2 separate regions of the Canis lupus genome follow, and region 1 is linked to region 2. The links are chromatin contacts, called in public Hi-C maps. All regions are on one chromosome and are shown on one strand. Each heading gives the region's core, a stretch centred on a gene start, on an enhancer-like site or on the middle of the called end of the contact. The rest is flanking DNA. Distances are from core to core; before and after follow the strand shown.

Evidence for each region. Hi-C and Micro-C count contacts between places; a contact is called where the count stands out from the background.
Region 1: a Hi-C map of skin fibroblasts shows a contact between it and region 2, with 3 times the contacts expected there. The contact joins the promoter of LMOD3 here to the enhancer-like site in region 2. A contact is called at or near these places in 2 of 9 Hi-C or Micro-C datasets (blood and skin fibroblasts).

Annotation. Positions count from the first base shown.
Region 1 is chr20:22,742,732-22,748,228 of UU_Cfam_GSD_1.0, forward strand. LMOD3 (leiomodin-3) reads left to right here and starts at 3,937. Exons shown (of 4, transcript XM_038565876.1): 1 at 3,937-4,072. The coding sequence starts at 3,967.
Region 2 is chr20:22,590,739-22,595,799 of UU_Cfam_GSD_1.0, forward strand. It overlaps FRMD4B (FERM domain-containing protein 4B), which reads left to right. Exons shown (of 24, transcript XM_038565874.1): 4 at 437-531. Among named protein-coding and RNA genes, the nearest start is that of LMOD3, 150 kb to the right of the region's middle. Within about 2 kb of position 3,678, at least 4 of the 20 cell types and tissues checked have an H3K27ac peak or open chromatin away from gene starts, as enhancers often do.

The DNA.
Region 1 (5,497 bases), core at 2,687-5,186, 150 kb after region 2:
GAACATCACAGTTCTATGTTCCCTTTCAGAAATGCACTCTGTGTCCAACTGGAGTTTATCCTATTAATTTTATGGCTTATTCTCATAACTACATTATTGATTTCCAAGATTTTAATTTTTTTCATTTTCTTATTTGATAATTTCTAATTATGTTGAAAGACAAATTATATTTTATTTCTCTGAACATCTTAAATAGGATTATTTTAAAACTCTATCAAAATCTATAGATGAATGTAATCTACAGTAAACATATGTTCAAAATACTGATTTTGCTGGGTTCCCCCCCCTCACATATTTATCTCCTTACGTTTTGTCTTTCCCTTAGAAAAAGTATCCCCATTCTTTTTTTCATTTTATTTTTTATTTAAGTATAATTAATCTACAATATTATTTTAGTTTCAGGTATAACCCATTCTTAAATTTTCACTTAAACATAGTAAAACAGGGGAGATGCTAACCCCTCCTTATAATGTCAATACAGAATGGCCTACATTTTAATGATAAAAAATGACCCCAATAAGGAGATTACCTATACACACTTAAAATATGGTTTAGGGCAGCCCGGTGGCTCAGCGGTTTAGTGCTGCCTTCAGCCCAGGATGTGATCCTGAAACCTGGGATCAAGTCCTGCATCGGGCTCCCTGCATGGAGCCTGTTTCTCCCTCTGCCTGTGTCTCTGCCTCTCTCTCTCTGTGTCTCCCATGAATAAATAAAATATTTTTTAAACATTAAAAATAAATAAATAAAATGAAATATGGTTTAGTGTTTTTTCTAATCATAAAAGTGCATATACACTTGCAAAACATTCAAATAATTTGGAAATGTTTAAAGAAGAAAACAAGGGTCCCTGTTTCATTTGATATAGATCCTACTAGACTTTTTCCGTTTATATATAAAATAAATATAGGTGGATTACATTTATAAGTTTTTTAATTTAACAAATTATGCCATCAAATAATAGGCATTTTTCACTCCATATAGATAAGATTCCATCATAAAACAACTGTCAATTTTTTTAATTTTTAACTTTTTTAAAGATTTTATTTATTTATTTGATACATATAGAGAGAGATTGAGAGAGAGCTCAAGCAGGGTGAAGGGGCAGAAGGGAAGCTCAATCCCAGGACAAGATCATGACCTGAGCCAACGGCAGATGCTTAACCGACTGAACCACCCAGGCACCCCTTTCTTAATTAGCATACTAGTTTTAGACTAGTTTTGTGGTATTAGATTGTAGGAATAGGATATAATTTGATTAGTCCCTCACTGTTGGGTATTTAGGTTGTTTACAGGTCACAGTAAACACACTTATTTTTTTAAAGATTTATTTATTTTTTTTTTAAGATTTTATTTGAGAGAGATAGCATGGGTGGAAGGAAGGGAGAGAGGGAGAAGCAGACTCTCCGCTGAGCAGGGAGCTTGCTATGGGACTCAATCCCAGGACACCTAAATCATAACCTGAGCTGAAGGCAGAGGCTCAACCAACTGAGCCACCCGGGCACTTCTGTGAACACACCTTTAGGTATTGAAAGTTGTAAGGATCTTTCAAAATAAAATATGTTTCCTATATCACTATGTTTTTCTGAATTTCACTACCCTTTGTTTTGTTATTGTGGTAAATTGTACATAACATAAAATTTACCAGATTAGCCAATTTTAAGTATACAGTTCAGTGGCATTAAGTATAGTCACAATGTTGTATGATCACCCTTTGTTTTGAAAGAGTGCAAATCTCAGCTTGATTGAAGAAAATCTCCTTATGGCAAAGTGTGTTGTAGACAGTCATCAGGAAATCTTAGGCTTGCTCTCAGTTTTTAAGTCTTTAAAATATCTCTGCCTTCGAGAATGTGAATTTGTATCAAAGTAATTGGGGAACATCAGAGTAATGAGGTATCCAAAAAGAAAATCCTGACGTTGCCTGCTGCATTTACAAATGCCAGAGAAAAATATGGATGGGTTGTTTTAAAAGATGCTGATGATTTAAGGGTTAAAGTATTTTGTTCTGCGTGTCTGATCAGACCTGCGTTCATTTTCTACCTGTTTTAGCAGAATATTCATAGCCCAAAGTAGAAGATTAAGGCAATTATTCTGAAATTAACTTAAAGATTATCTGCAGTTATTTTCTGTGTTTTAAAATGTAAAAGCAGCATGTCTTTGTTATTCTGGAAATGTAGAGAAGGCTGGACCCAAAAAATGAAACAAAATAAAAGCATCAGTAAGGCCTCCACTTGAACTTGTAACATTTTAGTGTATTTCTTTCCAGCTTTTTTTTTTTTTTAAGATTTTATTTATTTACTTAGCTTATGTGGGAATGTGGGGAGGGGCAGAGGAAGAGGAAGGATCTCAAGCCAACTCTGTACTGAGCATGGGGCCCACCATGGGGCTCGATCTCACGATCCTGAGATCATGACCTGAGCTGAAACCAAGAGTTGGTCGCTTAACAGACTGAGCCACTCGGGTGCCCCAGGAACATTACAAAAACAAAAGGTTTTTGTGGTCTTCAGTTTAAAAAAGGACTATTTTCTCAATTTAGATGTTCACAATTATCCTTAACGTTTACCAAAAATCTAGGAGGCTCAACCTCACTGATCTGTGATTTAAGATTGGATTATTCTTGTGTTTCCTCAAATCACTTGGGTGCTTTCCTTTTCACTAAAATGCTAGTATACTAACTAAGAAAAAAGAAATTCACCGTTCCCATTGGGATGTTCTCAACTTTGGCACAAAGAAATCTCTCTAGCTCTCCAGCCATCTCCAGACCAATTTGATCCAGGAATCCTCACAAAGTCAACATTCTGAATACACGTTTGATGATGATACTACTGCTATGGACAATTATATGAGTTATGGTCTACCGGTGTTCACCATTTTTTTATTTGTACCAACAAGCAGAGCAATTGCTTTCTGTGCTAATTGAAGTCCGCTAAGGACTTGAGATGCCCTTCCTGCTGGACTGGAAGGAAGTAACAGGACACCATTTGAGAGCCCTGACTTTAGAGGCAATTAGTCCTTAGCTCAAATGCCTATGCCTATTTGTAAAATGAGTTTATAAAAGTATCCGTCTTCTAAGAGCATTGTGTATAGAGATTGGCATATCAGCTATAAAGCACTTCTCCCAGACTTAGTGATGTTAAGGGCTCAAAAAATATTAGTGGTGTGACTCTACAATTTTTTAAAAGATTTTATTTATTTATTTGAGAAAGAGAGAGAGCAAGGGGAGGGGCAGAGAGAGAGGATCTCAAGCAGACTGCCCAACACTGGCTCAATTTGGGGCTCAGTCTAATGACCCTGAGATCATGACCTGAGTTGAAATCCAGTCGTGCCCCAAGTGGCTATAGAGTTAATAGCAGTAGTAGTAACTGCCAGCTGTCATATTAATAGCAATAGTAGTAGCAACAGTAATAAACATTGTAGCAACACTAGTAGTAGCAGTAGTAAGTAGCAGTGCTGGTGGTCATAGCAGTAAAGGTGATACTCAGTGTAGTAGCAGTATTAGTAGTAGGACAGTAACATCCTCATGCCCTTCAGAAGTACAGAGAATGAATTCATCCTTGAAATTAAACCAAGATCAAATGAATTTAATTTCACAATGTTGAGTTGGCTTATAAAACAATTAAGATACAATAGTAAATACCCTCATAATTCAAGCCACTGAGGTCTGGTAAAAGCAAGAGAGGCTGGGTATTTTGGCTGTAGAGAAGCACTTGCCTCCTGAATTTAAGAGTCCATCCTGAGGCAATGCAACCATGGGTCAGGGAAATTTGAGGAGACAGACAGGCATTTATTTTGCACACACAGAATCTTCCGGCAATTTGCAGCCAGTGAGCACAATGTTGGTGATCCAGATGAAATTGCATAAGAGAATAGGGTGCCACAAACAAGACAGAACTGATTTATTTAGTAACATTTGGAAACCATTTATAGAAGTCGTGTTCATTTACAGCCAGTGCTTGGGGCTGAAGGAGGATGTGGCTTATCCATAGTTTTCCCCATCCTGAGAGAAAATGGGGTGAAAAAATAAGTGGATCAAAGGAAGAAGTGCTTTCTTTTAGCATCAGGACTTTTCATAAAGGTATTAAGATTTCCGTATTTCTTTTACATGTATTCTGTGTGCTGTTTGCAAAGAATAAAACGGAACAGCCATTTATTTCTGTCTTGAATAATATTTGTTAGGGATCAGGCATTTTCTAGGCAGAAAAAAATTGATATAATTTATTTGTGAAAATATGATAACTGATGTTAAATGTTTATCATGGAGTGTGTCCTTTAGGTTTTTGGAAAATCCTTAAGTAGGCATAATTACCATCCCACTTTCGCAGATGAAGTAGTTCAAGTGCTCAAGTGCAGAGCTGACGTGCCTAGTGTAGGTGAGGAAAAAAGTATTTTCTTACTACCTTCTGGGTTCTCCAGCTAAGACCCTGTAGATTGAATTGATGGAAGACAGATTAACAAAAGAAAAGCATACAAATGTACTAAATAGAAGTTTTACCGGACACAGGAGGCTTCATATGGAAATGAATACCCCAAGAAACGTTAAACCTAAGTGATTTTATGCTAAGTTTTAACAAAGAGTAGAAAATCATGGAAAAACATGTGACAGGACAAAAGGCAATGAGCTAAAGGTAGTAAAGTGGGGGAAATGTAGCAAGGCTTGTCAATTTGGATTCCTCTTGGAGTCCTGTCTTCTGAGTTAAGGGTTCTCCTTTGCTCTGCCTAAAGGGGAGGGCACCTCTCCAGTAAGGGACTTGGGAGCTGCTTGAGCCCAGGGAGGGGGAGGTTGGAGAGTCCTTCCTGCACCTGCCTTTTCTGAAACACCTTCAGCTTAAAATAGTCCATATCCCAAGGTGCTGAATTTGGGGGTAGAATGTTGTAACCTTCATCAAATGCAGTTCCTTAAGCTATCTGACCCTGATCTGTAAAATGGGTGTCTTGCCATAGTTCTGTGAGCCCCATGCTTATTTACATACCAGAACCACCTGGAGAGTTTTCAAAAGTTATGGATTCCTGAACCCAAACCCGAGATGTCTGACTCAGTAGCTCCTGGGTGGGCTCTGGGGCATCATCAATGCCCTCGGTCACCTCTGCCAGAGGATCTGACCCGTGGTGCCCCATGGGGCTATAGAGCCCAGCTGTCCTACAGCTAGCTGCTTCCTTTCGGTAGGGTGGTTGGATTCTGATGCAAGAAGCTGCTGAGGTGGCAGCTGCACAGCATCATTAACAGAAAGCGCAGCTAAATCATCTGTGTGTCAAACGAGGCTAATTACACCAGCAAAACCCTCTCTGTCAGCGTATGAGTAAAATGCACAGTGGAAGCAGCTGGGAGAGATGTACTCACTTCCTGGACTCATTCAGCAAGATGGAAGTTAGCTGAAAGAGCACCCCTTACAAACAGTTCCTAAATCTGCTTTTGATCATCAAAAACGTTTGGTCACCAGAAGAGAATTTCAATCTGAAAGCTTACCAGCCACAATTCAGATCGTTTTCTTGGGAGAGCTGT
Region 2 (5,061 bases), core at 2,428-4,927:
GTAGAGTAGTAGTTTTACCTGTGACCTCAGAGCCTTAGGTCTTCAGCCTTTTCAGCTGGCCCCCACCAAGCAGTTATTCCTACAATCCAGGTGGTGACATGTTTGATATTCTTTGTCTTGGTCACTAGCACCATACTACATATAAAAGAGTTTTTTTCCAAAATATCGTCCCTATTCCCCTAGGGGAAAAAGTAAGATACTGGACTGATTGCAAATACATGAAAATGATGATCTCATTGATGTTCCTGTTAAGATTTCTTCCTCTTTCCAATCTCTTGGAACATGCATAGTCGATTAACCTAAGCAGCAAAAGGGGGCGGATATATTTAAAAACAAACAAACAAAAGCTGCTCTGAACTACTTGGGGCAGAGAAGGGTGGTAGCAATAAGAGAGTAAGGCAGCCAAATTGCTTCTGATCACATTTTATTTTAACAGCCCAAACTTTTATCAAGAGAATTGCTGGACCTTGTGGCCTCACATTTCAACCTGAAAGAAAAGGAGTACTTTGGAATAACATTTGCTGATGACACGTGAGTGTTTTAATAATCTTTACTTGTTTACCTTTCGTGTGGACTACCTGCTTACTAATCATTCACAATCAGCACCAAGGGGGAATGCTCCAAGAATTAGAATATTTCCTGCCTAAAGACTACTTAATACAAGATTTCTCTCCTGGGATTATTGCAAAGGGAGAAGAAAGGGAAAACTGATCACTTTTTTTTTAGATTGATTGATTGATTGATTGATTGATGATAGACAGAGAGAGAGAGAGAAGCAGAGACACAGGAGGAGGGAGAAACAGGCTCCATGCCGGAGCCGGACGCGGGACTCGATCCCGGGACTCCAGGATCACGCCCTGGGCAAAAGGCAGGCGCTAAACCGCTGAACCACCCAGGGATCCCCCACTGATCTCTTTAAACATAAATATTGTCTTAATGTTTTAGAAATCTATTGTAATGAGGTCATCAGTCTTAGTAGCCTATCTGCACATTTTTTGTACCATAGTTATGTATCAGTGATAGAAATACTAGATTGTCATCCACTTGTGTTTTGAAAAGAAAATTCATATTTTAGGTATTAGTAGCAAAAAGTTTAGAGGCAAATGTATTCTTTAAAAAAAATAGGGGCACCTGGGTGGCTCAGTGGGTGAGCGTCTGCCTTTGGCTCAGGGCGTGATCCTGGGGTGCTAGGATCAAGCCCCCCACCGGACTCCCTGCAGGGAGCCTGCCTCTCCCTCTGCCTGTGTCTCTGCCTCTCTCTGTGTCTCTCATGAATAAATAAATTAAATCTTTAAAAATAAAAAATATATTAAAAAATAAAGGCAGGGATCCCTGGGTGGCGCAGCGGTTTGGCGCCTGCCTTTGGCCCAGGGCGCAATCCTGGAGACCCAGGATCGAATCCCACATCAGGCTCCCGGTGCATGGAGCCTGCTTCTCCCTCTGCCTGTGTCTCTGCCTCTCTCTCTCTCTCTCTGTGACTATCATAAATAAATAAAAAAAAAAAAATTAAAAAAAAAAATAAAGGCAAATCTGTGGCCCACTTGAAAAATATATTTATAGTTTTAATCCAGAAAGAACTTTTCCACTTCCACCTAGGCCCATTTTGTGTTACCTCTTTACATCTTTTTTTTTCTTCTGCTTACATTTTTTATGCCAGCTTGGACATTATATGAGTTTATCAGGGATTTAAATGCTTAGTGAAATGAGACATGTATATAACAATAAAATCATAAGAATTTAAAACTCCATGTGAAAAAAATGTGTTTGGTCTTACCAGTTCTTTCCTGTGTGTGTGTGTGTGTGTGTGTGTGTGTGTGTGTGTGTTATGATAGTCCAATTTGTCTACATTATTTGCAGCTTGATAGATTATCAGAGGAATTTTTCCTCTTTGTGGGGATAATATCCAAAGAGTTCTTCCAATATTTAAATTCAAGAAAATGCATTCCAGACACAAAATACATTGGCTTATTACCCAGCATTCTTTCTGTAACTCTCCCAGTGTAAATGTTTTTTCAGTTCTTTAGTTTAACCCCACAGGAAACAATCTCAACAAAGGGTTAATTTTTTTTTTTTTAACACCTTACTTCTGATTATTTCTAGCTTGAGTGAGCCACAAGCATAGGATTCCCCAGGGGAAATGTCCATGGGCTGGGATAAGGGCTGGGCAAAAGGAGGCAGTCACTTGTCAGGAGACAGAAAAACCTGAAAATTTTGATCCCAGACCCAGGATGCTTCTTGAATAGGATGTGACAAACCAGGAAAAAAAAAAAAAAAGTACACCAGACATCACCCACTTCACTCTGAATCACAAAGTTATCAGTTCACCCAACAACTATTTGAGACCCTGTCTGATCAGTCCTCTGCTGGATGAAATAGGAAACGCAGGCATCCATTGCCCACGTGCTCTTAGCTGGAAAGACAAGGCTATTTCAAGTAAATCAGTGATGAAACACACACACACACACACACACACACAGGGTTGAAAGTAACTGTGAACGCAACAGTTGCAAACAGTATAAGTTTTATGCAAACATAAAACCTAAAATACATAATGGCTAAGCTATATGGTTGAACTCTAAGTGCTATAAACACTGTAATTTAGAGAGATCACATAGGATAGAGGCTAAAAACATGAATATCAGAGTTATTTATTCACTAAAAAAATATTTCTTGAGTGCTCCCCAAATGCCAGGTATTGTTCTAGGTCCTAGAGATTTAGCTGTGCAGAACAGAGACAAGGCTCTTGTTCTCATGGAGCTTATGTTGCAGTGGTATGGTGTAGCAGAACAAGCAAATAGATAAACAAGAAATTATTTGAAATGATAAGCACTTAGAAGAACATGATGAGGAACACCTGGGTGGCTCAGCGGTTGAGCATCTGCCTTCGGCTCAGGTTGTGATCCCAGGATCCGGGATTGAGTCCCACATCGGGCTCCCTGCAGGGAGCCTGCTTCTCCCTCTGCCTGTGTCTCTGTCTCTCTCCCTCTCAGTCTGTGTCTCTCATGAATAAATAAATAAATATTTAAAAAAAAAAAAGAACATGATGAAGAAAAGCGGGGGGGGAGGGGCAGTTTTAGATAGGATGGACCAGGAAGGCTTCTAGAAGGTGATGTGTAATAAAAGGGAACAACCAGTTCGGCAAAAGTATAGGGAGGCTTTCCAGGCAAAAGCCAGTGCAAAAGCCTTGAAGTGAGACTGAGCTTGGCTTTGGGGTTTTTTTTATTTTGTGTCTTTGAGTAAAAATCCGATATGACTAGAATATAGAGAGTAAGAAGGAAAGTGGTACATGTTAAGGGTTGAGAGGGAGGCAGAGAGTGGCTATTATAGGATTGTGGAGTGTCTCTGATACACCAGTGTTCTCATCGGTACATTGTGCATAATAATTGTACCTCTGTACAATGAGGACTACGTAAGACACACGTAGTAGGGTGCCAGTAGTATTTACTGTTAAGTTAGGGTGGGTATAGCACAGGTACATGCTAAAAGGAAGCTACACCTTTTAGACAGGCTAAAAGGAAGCTAGACACCAGCAGTGAGTCCAGTGTCCAGAAGGGGGGCTAACAGAAGGCTAGAGTGGAATTTGCACAAGCCGGTAACTACAGATGGACAGAGAAGGGCAGGTAGACTTGAGGTGGAGGGGAGAGGAATGGGAGATGACATTCCAGGGAAGACTCATATTGTGGCCCAGTGCATGAAGCATGGAGATGAATATGGTGCATGTGTCCAGTGGTGAGGAGCCCGGCCTGATGGTGAGGCAAGATATGAGAGGGACAAGATCATAGGTGAGCCCTGTGTGTCATGTAGATGGGGGAGCACCCAGGCCACAGTAGGATGTTATGCACAGGAATTACATGATTTATGGCTGGTGTTGTAAGTTCCCCAGGCTACAAGGTTCGTGATGGGCTGGAAAGGGGGGTCCTGGCCACGTGGATGGCTTCTGGGAAAACTCTCGGATCAGGTGAGCATAACCAAACAGTGCATAAATCAGTCCTTTAGCTGTAAGACCTTCTCTTCAGATAGAAAAGGAATAATATGAATGACTTCCTTTAATGCCTTGGGCCACCTCCCCCTCCTTTGCTCTGGGATTTCTTTCTAAATCCCCTACTGGGAAAAGAATATCTCAGTCAAACATCTCCTCCGGCTCTCTCTTTTGGCGACAGTGGCTGATGGTTATAGTCTTTCCAAGAAGCCTGACTCCAAACTGTCTTTGGTGTACTCCCCTGCAAAGTGACAGCAGAGTCTATTTTTGAATTATGACCAGTTTGGAAGGTGTCTTCTGGCTGTAGCTGTGTTTATTTTCAGAAGAAGTAGGAGCTGGGCTTTGGGAGGGGGGAGGGAAGACTTGGCCATTTCCACCTTTCTGGGGAACAGGTCTGGAAAATTGCTTCTGTCTAAGGGTGTCTCCTTGGAATGTCTTGGTCACAAGCCTAGCTCTTTTTTCTTTGTCTGGTAAATATTTTTGGAAAGTATTTTCTTTCAGCACTCCCTTTCCCCCGCCCCCAGTAAAACCACTGAGTCAGATCCCTCCCAGGATGCTGTCTGAATTGAATTTCCAACTTAGATGCCACATCAGCCGTCTGCCTTTGGTGAACTTCTCCCAACAGAGTAAAGCAAAGCTGAAGGGGGCATTTTGTCAATGAAACTGGCCAGCTACTGTCTATGCCCCATGCCACAGGCCAAGAAGAGAAATGGAAAAATAGAATTGTGCAGTTACATAAGAAAAGTAGTGGTGGTGACCAACAAAAATAAATCCACGGTCCTATTGGATGGAAGGGTAGAGTTCCTTGAGATTACACTTGGAAGTACCTCCTGGTGGTCTGCGTGCAGAGGCAGTATTTCACCTCTAGAGGGCAGTCTCGCCCTCCTGAGGCAGCAGCCCTGAAGTTCACCAAAATGATTTCCATCCCCTACAATCCACTTCATTTTTAAAAAATTTCCTTGTTTTGAAAGGCTTTGCTGAATAAGCTTTGTTTACAAAAAAAAAATAGATTTCACAATACAATTGTGACTTTTGATCCTTATCCCATTTGATGGGTGTAAGATGATGGGCTTCTTGACTGA